Regions from separate parts of the Sus scrofa genome. Here region 1 is linked to region 2. Evidence: chromatin contacts called from public HiChIP or PLAC-seq data. All regions are on one chromosome and are shown on one strand. The core of a region is the stretch at or near the end of the contact, and the rest is flanking DNA. Distances in the headings are between cores, read along the strand shown.

Region 1 (3,761 bases), core at 973-3,472, 44 kb after region 2:
GTGGGAAACCCCCTCCCTGTTGAGAGTTTCCAGGTATGTGAAGGCTATCCAGTACCAGGTAACACCAGGTATGACTGTGGCGGGGGCAGCGGGAGCTGGGCTGGTGGGTGCTCGTCTCCCTTGGCCACCTGCCCCGGAGAGAGGAAGCCAGTCGTTGGCCACTCCAGGTCCCGGCTTGGCGGCCACTCTGTTTTGCTGCTTTTCATGGTGTCAGAGGATCTTCTTGGGAACAAATGACTCAGCAACCTGAATCTCTGAGACTGAGTAGCCTAAATGCCTTTTGAGGAGTAATAGGACGTAGCCACCTAGGCCCTCAAATTCAGAGCCCAGGAAGAGCGGAGGTCCAGACGGCTTCTCCTCCAGATGCTTTAGGCTGCTGTTCAGTTTGCTGTTTGGTTTGGTTTCTCCAGTTCCTGCCCCAGTAGAAGGATCTCACTCATGGGGTAAGCAGGCCGTGTTTTAATTACGCTTTTTGTCCTTAGGAAATTCCAGGGAGAAAAAAGTCCTGGTTTGTAGCCAGAAAAGCAGAAAACAACAAAAATCAGCAACGGCTGTAATTGTGGACGTGTCTGTGGCAGAAAGAGTTAATGGGATGGTAGTCTTGAGGGCGGGGACCGTCGTTTTCCTCGGGCCCAGGAGAAGCTCCTATGGTTCGAGAAAAGATGACGCCACATTTAGCATGGGACAGCCCTGTCTGGGTTCCGGGCGCCGTCGCTCACAGAGTTAAGCCAGCCTTGTGGCTGGGGAGCCCCCAGGGAAGGCATGGGCCTGCAGGGACCAGGCCCTCTCCACCCCAGAGCAACAAGGTCTGGGGTGAAAGAGGGGCTGAGAAGTGTGGCCGGGGAAGTGGAGAGTAGGCCCAACTCTTTTTGCCTTGTTTGACCAGCCTTGGCACTGCCCTCCGGCTCTCCAGGGGAAAAGCTGCAGTTCTGCTCTTGCAACACAAGGAGCAGACTGGAGAATTTAGATCTGCGTCACAGAGCTCAGAGAGAGAGAGAGAGAGAGAGAGGAGAGAGGGGGAGAGAGAGCGAGCGCTCGTCGATAGGTCTGCTAGCAACAGCCGTGCTGCAGCAGAGAGAGAGAGAAATCAAGAAACAAGTCATAGCAACACCGGGCACCAGGTTCTGCCAGCTCACTTGCCAAGGGCTCAGAAATCTGCCGTGGCCGGAGGCCTCTGGGTGGCCTGGCTAAGGGGATGACACGCAAGGTGGCACGGGCGGTTCCCGCGGGGAGGAGGTGGGGCCGCGGTGGGGGCAGGGGCGGGACAAGAGATTTGGGGGCGACGGGGGACGGTTTAATGGGACCAGTTTCTGGAACATTCGGGACTGCGGCACCTCACGGCCGACCGGGATCTGGGTCTGCGCAGGCGACGATGGGTGGTCCGATGGGCTTCAGGACTTGATGGCGTAACCCCCTTCTTACCCCACGTACGTATTTGCTGGGATTGGGGGCCATGTCTGCGTATGTGGGTGCTCTGTCTTTCTCACCTTCTTTCTCGCTTTTGGCTATTTTTTTTTTTCCTTTGAGGGAGGGTTTTTTCCACTTTAATTTCTTTTCCCTTAGTGTCAGCTGCTCCAGCCAGACCGGGGCAGAGAAGAGAGGAGCAGACCGTCCCTGGCGGCCCACCTGACCTCCCAGCCTTTACCCCCATTTCCTTCTACCAGACAGACAGACGGACTGGTTTCCCAGGTTGTCTGGGTGTCAGCGTCTGTCTGTCCATCTGTGTGGTTCTCAGGTGGAAGGTAGGGCGTGAGAAGTGCTGGGAGGGAGGCGAGGGGGGTGGCTTTCCAGGGGTTGCCTTGCTGAAATGTTCGGCCCTGGGGATCTGGGTCTGGTGGGGAGCCCGTGGGCAGGATGGGGCGTGGGCCGGGAGAAGCGGGGGCACGCGGGTAGGTTTGTCACTGCGTAGTTGGGGAAAGTGGGGACTGGTGACGCAGTCACTGTGGGATCTTGTTAGGCGCTCTGGGGGGACAGGTAGTGGGGCTGCCGGGACCTATAGGGCCAGCTGAGAGGGGTTAAGGATGAGCTGAGAAGGGAAGCTAGCATTTAGAGATTAAATGTCATCCTTTTGGCGTTGGAAAGTTGTTTACCTTGCGCTCTCTGTGTCTCCATGTTGGCACCCTTCCAGTTCACATGTGATGGCCTTCCTTGTACTGCTGCATCATTAACTAAGTGACTGAGCTGGCCTTCCATTGGCCAGGGGAGGGCTCTCACGCCAGACACTTCCTCTGATTGGTGGGCGGGCCAGTGGCAGGTGAAAACCTCTTTTTGATTGGCTGAAGGCAGGGTATCAAATCTGAATTTGCATTTCACTTGCTTAAAGGGGAGGGGGAGAAGCCCAGCAGCCTTCTAAAATCTGTTTAGGGGTGTGCGTATGCTCCTGCGCGTATGCTTTCTTCTGACTGACCAGTCGAAGCCTCTTCCTGTGCCTTTTTAATTATTTCATGCGCTATGAGGAAGAGGAGCCGAGAGCTCCCCAAACTTTTTTTTTTTTTTTTTGGTTGGGGCGAAGGTTGAGGAGATGGGAGCGCAGGGGGATGACCAAACTGGAAGGAAATATTCGTTCTTTAGTTTGGTGTCAGAAAAGGGAATTTTCCAATCAGCCACACCTCAGTGTTGCGGCAAAATAATTCTTGGCTCCCCTGGAAACGCATGGGCAAGGTAGGGCAGAGCTGCTGCTGCCACCACCCTCGGCTTCCTGCTGACTCTGGGCCACTCCCCGGGGACAAGAGATTTGCATTGACGTCCCGGGCTGTCCAGAGCTGAGCCCATTATGGGAGGACCTGCCTTCTGGAAGCTGCTGCTCCCTGGTGCTCAGAAAGGTGAGAATGAGGACTGCCCCGGGCGCTGTTCGGAAACTGCGTATTTGGTGGGATTTCTGGGAAAGCCGCGGGACCCCGAGGCGTCTGGAGGTCCGAGGCGAGAAGGGTTTGTCATCCTGGGGTGTGAGGAGAGTGAGGGCAAAACTAGGGCAGCAGGCTGCTCGCCTCTGATTGCGAGGGGAGGACCTGGGGAGATCGGGGTCCCGGCTCCCCTTCCAGGCCGTGTCGCAGTGCCCGCGTCTGTGGGGAGGGGGTTCCCGAGCCTTGCGCAGTGGCCCCCACCCGTGACTGCGCATCTGGGAGCGCATTGCGCCCGGGTCTCCGGCCTAGGACAGCACCGCCCTCCTTATTACATAACCGAGGGCACGGCTGTGCCTTCTCGGCCCTTCCTCGCAACCCTGCCTCCTGGCCCCCCCGGCCTGGCCCGGCCCGGCCCGGCCCCTGGAGCCGGGGAAGGGGTGGGGGAGCAGTGGAGGACCTCACGCCCTTGGGGGGCGAGCTCTGGTCCGGTTGGTGGCAGAAGTGGGCTGCAGTCCCTGGCTTGGGGTAGGAGCACAGAATGTCCTTCCAAATGCCCCGTGTCCCCATGGGCCTCAGGACCTCGCGAGGGTGGGGGTGATGCCCTCTCTTCCTTATGCTTTCTGCTCTGGGGAGGGAGTTTCTGAAGGGAAAGCTGACAATTGCGAGCGTAAGGAGGGGTGGGGGGGCGGGGGTCGTCCATTCGGTGGGGAGGTGGTTGGCAGTTCCCCCCTCTGGTCTCTGGCTTCCCCTTCCCTGGCTGGTTGGGGACATTTGGGGGCTCCTTTATCCCAAGGCTGCCATTTTGGTGCTGGCCTCCACCGCGGTGGCGTTGGTGCTCCTGGTCCTGCTGTGCCAGTTCCGCAGAGTGGGCGGGGGCGGGGGCGGTGACGGAGGAGGGAAGGGGGGCCGCAGCGCGGC
Region 2 (4,178 bases), core at 238-2,737:
AGAGAAACGGAGCGGGACCTCAGGGACTCAGGCAAAGACTCTGGAATCTCCTTCAGGGATGGGGTGGGTGGGAGCCTTTCCGCTCCAAGGCTCCAAGGCTGGCCGAGGTCCCCAGCCCCACCGCGGACCCGCGGTCAGATTCTGGGAATTTCCAAGCCCGTCGCTAGGGCTGCGGCAGAGCTTCCCGGACGCCGGCGTGCGATGCGCCCCGCGGCCGCTGGGTGGCGCGACGCCGGGCGCCGAGCGTGGGAAGCGCGGGCGCGCGGGCGGGCTGAGCTCACACACCGGGAAGCCGCCGCTGCGGAGCCGAGGCCGCCGCCGCTGCGCATCTCGCGCTCTCCGCTGGGCGCTCGCGGGGGCGGCGAGGCGGTTGTGCGGGCCCCCGGGAGGGAGGCGGACACGCGAGGTAAGCGCGGGGCCCCGGCCGGGCCTGCGGGCGGTCGCCGAGAGCCCCGGGGCAGGGGTGGGCCCCCTGGGGACTGCGCCCTGGGCCCCGCCGCGCTCGGGTCGCGCCCCACCCCTGCTGCGGCGCGGCCTCCCCTGCGGATGCCCTGGCCGCGTGGGTGGGAGCGGATGGCGGCCGCGAGCGGCCCCGGCCGGTCCTCGGGCTCTGGGGCCGGGGCCCGCAGGGCGGGGGAGGCGGATGAGCAGTCCCCGGGGCCCGGCCCGGAGCCCCTGGCCGCTGCTCACCTTCCGTTTCTCGGCTCCGCAGTGGGCGTGGTGCCCCGCTGCTGCAGAGGGGGCGCCCGGAGTTGAGGAAGGCAGTGGGGGAGGGAGAGCGCAGAGACAGGTGGTTGAGGGGGCGCGCGATGGTGCGCGAAGGCTCGTGATATTAATGCGTATTTCTTTCTCCCCCCTTCTTCAGGGGGCGCGGAGGTGCGCGTGGAGGAGGCGGGAAGGCCCCGGGCATAGCTCGGGAGAGGCAGGCGCAGCCAGAGATGCCCCTGGGCACTGCCTGTGTTCAGTACCCCCCCCCCAATTAATAAAGTGGGTGTGGTGATGCGGGTGGAGGAGTTTGATGAAGACCTGCCCCAGAACTGCCCTGAACTGCCCCAGGCTGGCCGCCTGGCCCCTGGCTCCCGCGCTCCAGGAGCCCCAGGCGTTGAGCGCTCTGCAGAGGCTGGGGGCGGCTGTGCCCTCCAGCCGTAGAAGCTCCAGCAGCAGAGGCAGCTCAGAGCTAGGGGCTGGGAGAAGGACGTGAGGGGCGGGGCGGGGGGGGGGTGTCCGGACGGACGTGAAGAGGAGTCTCCAGGCCTACAGATCAAGTTCATAGATCACGGGTCGGCCAGGATGTGGTGGGAGGTGGGGGCTGTGGGGAAATTGGATAATGTCCGTAGGACCCCCTCCTTCCAGCTTTGTTTGCAGCCATAGGCCAAAATTGGGGTTTCGGCATTTGCCAAATGTGCTTAATTTTTTTTTTTTCTTTCCCTTTCGGTTTGTTTTGTTTTTTAGAAGAACGGCAAATGACAGAGCGGAGGGAAGGCTGGCCCAGCCAATCCTGGAGCCGCTGCAGCACTGGTTCCCCAAACAAACACATTCTGGTGCAAGGACAGAGAGGAGGGGGCTGCTGGCCCACACCCCTCCCCTGCCGGTAGCCCCCTGGCCGCTCCCCTGTGGGGAGGGCAGCTGGACAGAGGCTGCCCTGGGCCGGGCTGGTGATGGTGCTGCGGCCCCTCCCTGCTGCCCAGCGTGGGAGGAAGAAGGCAGAGCCAGGCAAGTCTCCCTCTGCGTCCTCTGGGGTGGAAGGAGCAGGTAGAGACAGGGCTGGGGTAGCCAGGGCCGGGTGTTGCTTTGGCATGGGTGGTGAGAGGGCTGCACCTCCAGCCCCTTGGGTCTGGTTCCACTCCCGGCCTGTCCCTGGCACTCAGCAACTGCGTCTATGTGCCTGTTGGTGCCACCATGTTATATAACGCTTATATAATCTCCCAGGGCGAGCGCTGTGTCTCCGTTGTCAGGTCACACAGACACTGTGTCCGTGTGGGAGTCAGGATCTGTGGGAGCCCGGGGGTGGGCCTGCGCCCTCTGCTCCCGGTCCCGGCCATGGAGGGGGAGATGGGCGAGCAGGGGCCCATGGCACACCAGCTGTCTGCGCCTGAGAAAGAAGGGCTGGCTGGGCAGCCGTCCTCTCCTTGACCCCGTATGTCCCCCCTTGCCCGGTGGATCCTCTTGTGGAGCGGATGCCCTTCTGGTGCCCGAGAGGTCAGCTTTTTGTTCTTGGGGCGCCCCTGGCACGCAGATGGGTGTGGTGAGATGACCCCCGGAACGTTGCAGGGGGAAGAGTACGTGGTACCTGGGGTTGCATAAAGAGCGAGAGATGAGCTCTGCCTGTGAGGTTTTGAGCAAGAGCGCCTGGAAGGATGGGCTGGTGGTGGCATTCTAAGAAGCTGGGAGCCGGCCTAGGGGCTAGAGGGTGGCCAGGGAAGGGTGTGCGGGGAAGTGGATCAGACAGCAAAGATAAACATGGTGTTCTTTTACTGTACTCTCCACTGGGCTGTCCCTGGTTACCAGGGCAACAGAAGCAGTGATGAAAATCATGCCTTTCGTTCAGTGGAAAAATCTGGCTCCTCCTCCCGCCTCTTCCTTCTCTAATCGCCTGCAACCTATTGGGAGGGTAGTGGCTCCAGGGATCAGAGACCCCAGTGTGTCTCTCTCAGGGCCCCCCTTCCCCGTTTTTTGTCATCGTCCGCCTTCCTGCATCCCCTCTTTCCCCCAGAGCTCGGTAATTGGCAGTTGCGTAGGAGTTGGACTTCGTGGAGGCGGAAGGGTGCGGACGTCATCGCAGGGCAGGGCGAGCCGAGCGTGGGCAGAGATGTGGATGCGGGAAGCCACGGGCACACGAGGAGGGTCAGGCATTGATCAGCTCGATGGGGCTCGTTCCTGGGGGTGGAAGGGGTGGGGGAGACAATGGAAAACCTGCAGAGCCTGGCGTCTGGGCCCGTGGTGGTGGGAAGAGGAGGCTCAGGTGTCTGGGGTGGTCATGGCTCCTGCCGCGAGCTAGGATTCATTCATTGCGCACTTTTTTAGGGGTGTCTGCCATGTTAGGTAAGGTTCTGGGAGCTGGGAAGACGCAGGTAAGTAAGCTGGGCCTTGACCTTGAAGAGACTGTGGGAGATGGGAGGAGGACGGGCATGTGGGGAAAGAGCAGCTGGCATTGTGACCAGCCTAGAATCTGGGGCCCCGGGCAGGAGATGGGCCACATTCCCGCCCGGAGGTGATGGATTAAGGTGGGGCCTGTGGGAATTCGGAGGAGGAGGAGGTAGTCAGAGAGCCCCTTTGGCTTGGAGACAGGACATGGGGGAGAGAAGGTGCTGACATCTTGAGCCTTAATGACTGACAGAAACAGAAAAGTCAGGGTTCAGACTTGTTCGGGGAGTCATGCTTGCTTTGCTTTTTTAGACGGGTTGCCATCAAGACAATGGCAGGGTATCTGGATGGAAACGTTACAGTCAGGCAGGTAAAGTTTGCCGTGGACGTGGGCGCTGGGAGGAGATCTGGAGGAGACTGTGTTGTGAGGTCTGGGAGGCGCGTGGTTGCCGAGACGGTGCGGGGACAGGGATCCCAGGGCCTGGGGCATCGGCCTGGAAGGGGGTCAGCTTCTGTACCTCGTGCTTGTGGATCAGCCCAGGGCGCGCCCAGACTGCCGGACCAGTTTCTGCTAATGAGCACCCACGTCTTCCCCCACCCACACCCCGTTCTGAAGCTGAGGTTTCTGTTTAGGTCTTCTTCTCCCTGGTAACGACCTTTGGGAGGGGATGTCCTGGAAAGATAGAGCCACACACTTAACCGCTCTGAGCTCTCGGTCTTGACCTTGGTGCTATCATTTGCTTATCAGTTCCTGAGCGGTCGGAGACGTGCTGTCGCGACACATGCCCTGGGTCCTCAGCCTCCACCAGCAAGGCTGCTTGTTCTGATGCCTTTCCAGTCATCTTTCTAGAGGAAAAAGAGCACTGCCCAGAATCAGGAAGCCTTGGGCAGCTACATGATCCCGGGCAAGTGGCTGCTTTTTCCAAGCCTTCATGCCTGGCCGAAGATGCGCATTTCTTCCCCTTTTCCCAGGTCTCTGCGGCAGACTAGGCTTTTGAAGCTAGCAGCCCCGCTCGTGGGAGGGAATAGCAGGAATGGGGGTCCCCCGAGCACACCCCGCTCTCCAGAGTGGGTAGCAGCCTCCCAGAGGGAGG

What was found. HiChIP or PLAC-seq counts read pairs in DNA pulled down with a chosen protein or histone mark.
Region 1: a contact with region 2 is called in an H3K27ac HiChIP or PLAC-seq map of alveolar macrophages. The contact joins the enhancer-like site here to the promoter of LOC102160414 in region 2. A contact is called at or near these places in 1 of 5 promoter capture datasets (liver), 15 of 47 Hi-C or Micro-C datasets (alveolar macrophages, blood, brain and 7 more) and 2 of 2 datasets of contacts at active chromatin or transcription factors (alveolar macrophages and skeletal muscle).

The regions. Positions count from the first base shown.
Region 1 is chr9:134,997,024-135,000,784 of Sscrofa11.1, forward strand. No RefSeq gene overlaps it. Among named protein-coding and RNA genes, the nearest start is that of MIR29B-2, 20 kb to the right of the region's middle. Within about 2 kb of position 2,223, at least 19 of the 83 cell types and tissues checked have an H3K27ac peak or open chromatin away from gene starts, as enhancers often do. A contact at or near this core is called in alveolar macrophages, liver, omental adipose tissue and 1 more, where this site is marked.
Region 2 is chr9:134,953,742-134,957,919 of Sscrofa11.1, forward strand. LOC102160414 reads right to left here and starts at 1,488. Exons shown (of 2, transcript XM_021063896.1): 1 at 691-1,488. The coding sequence starts at 1,271. LOC110255544 (a long non-coding RNA gene) reads left to right here and starts at 229. Exons shown (of 2, transcript XR_002336086.1): 1 at 229-406; 2 at 1,453-4,178.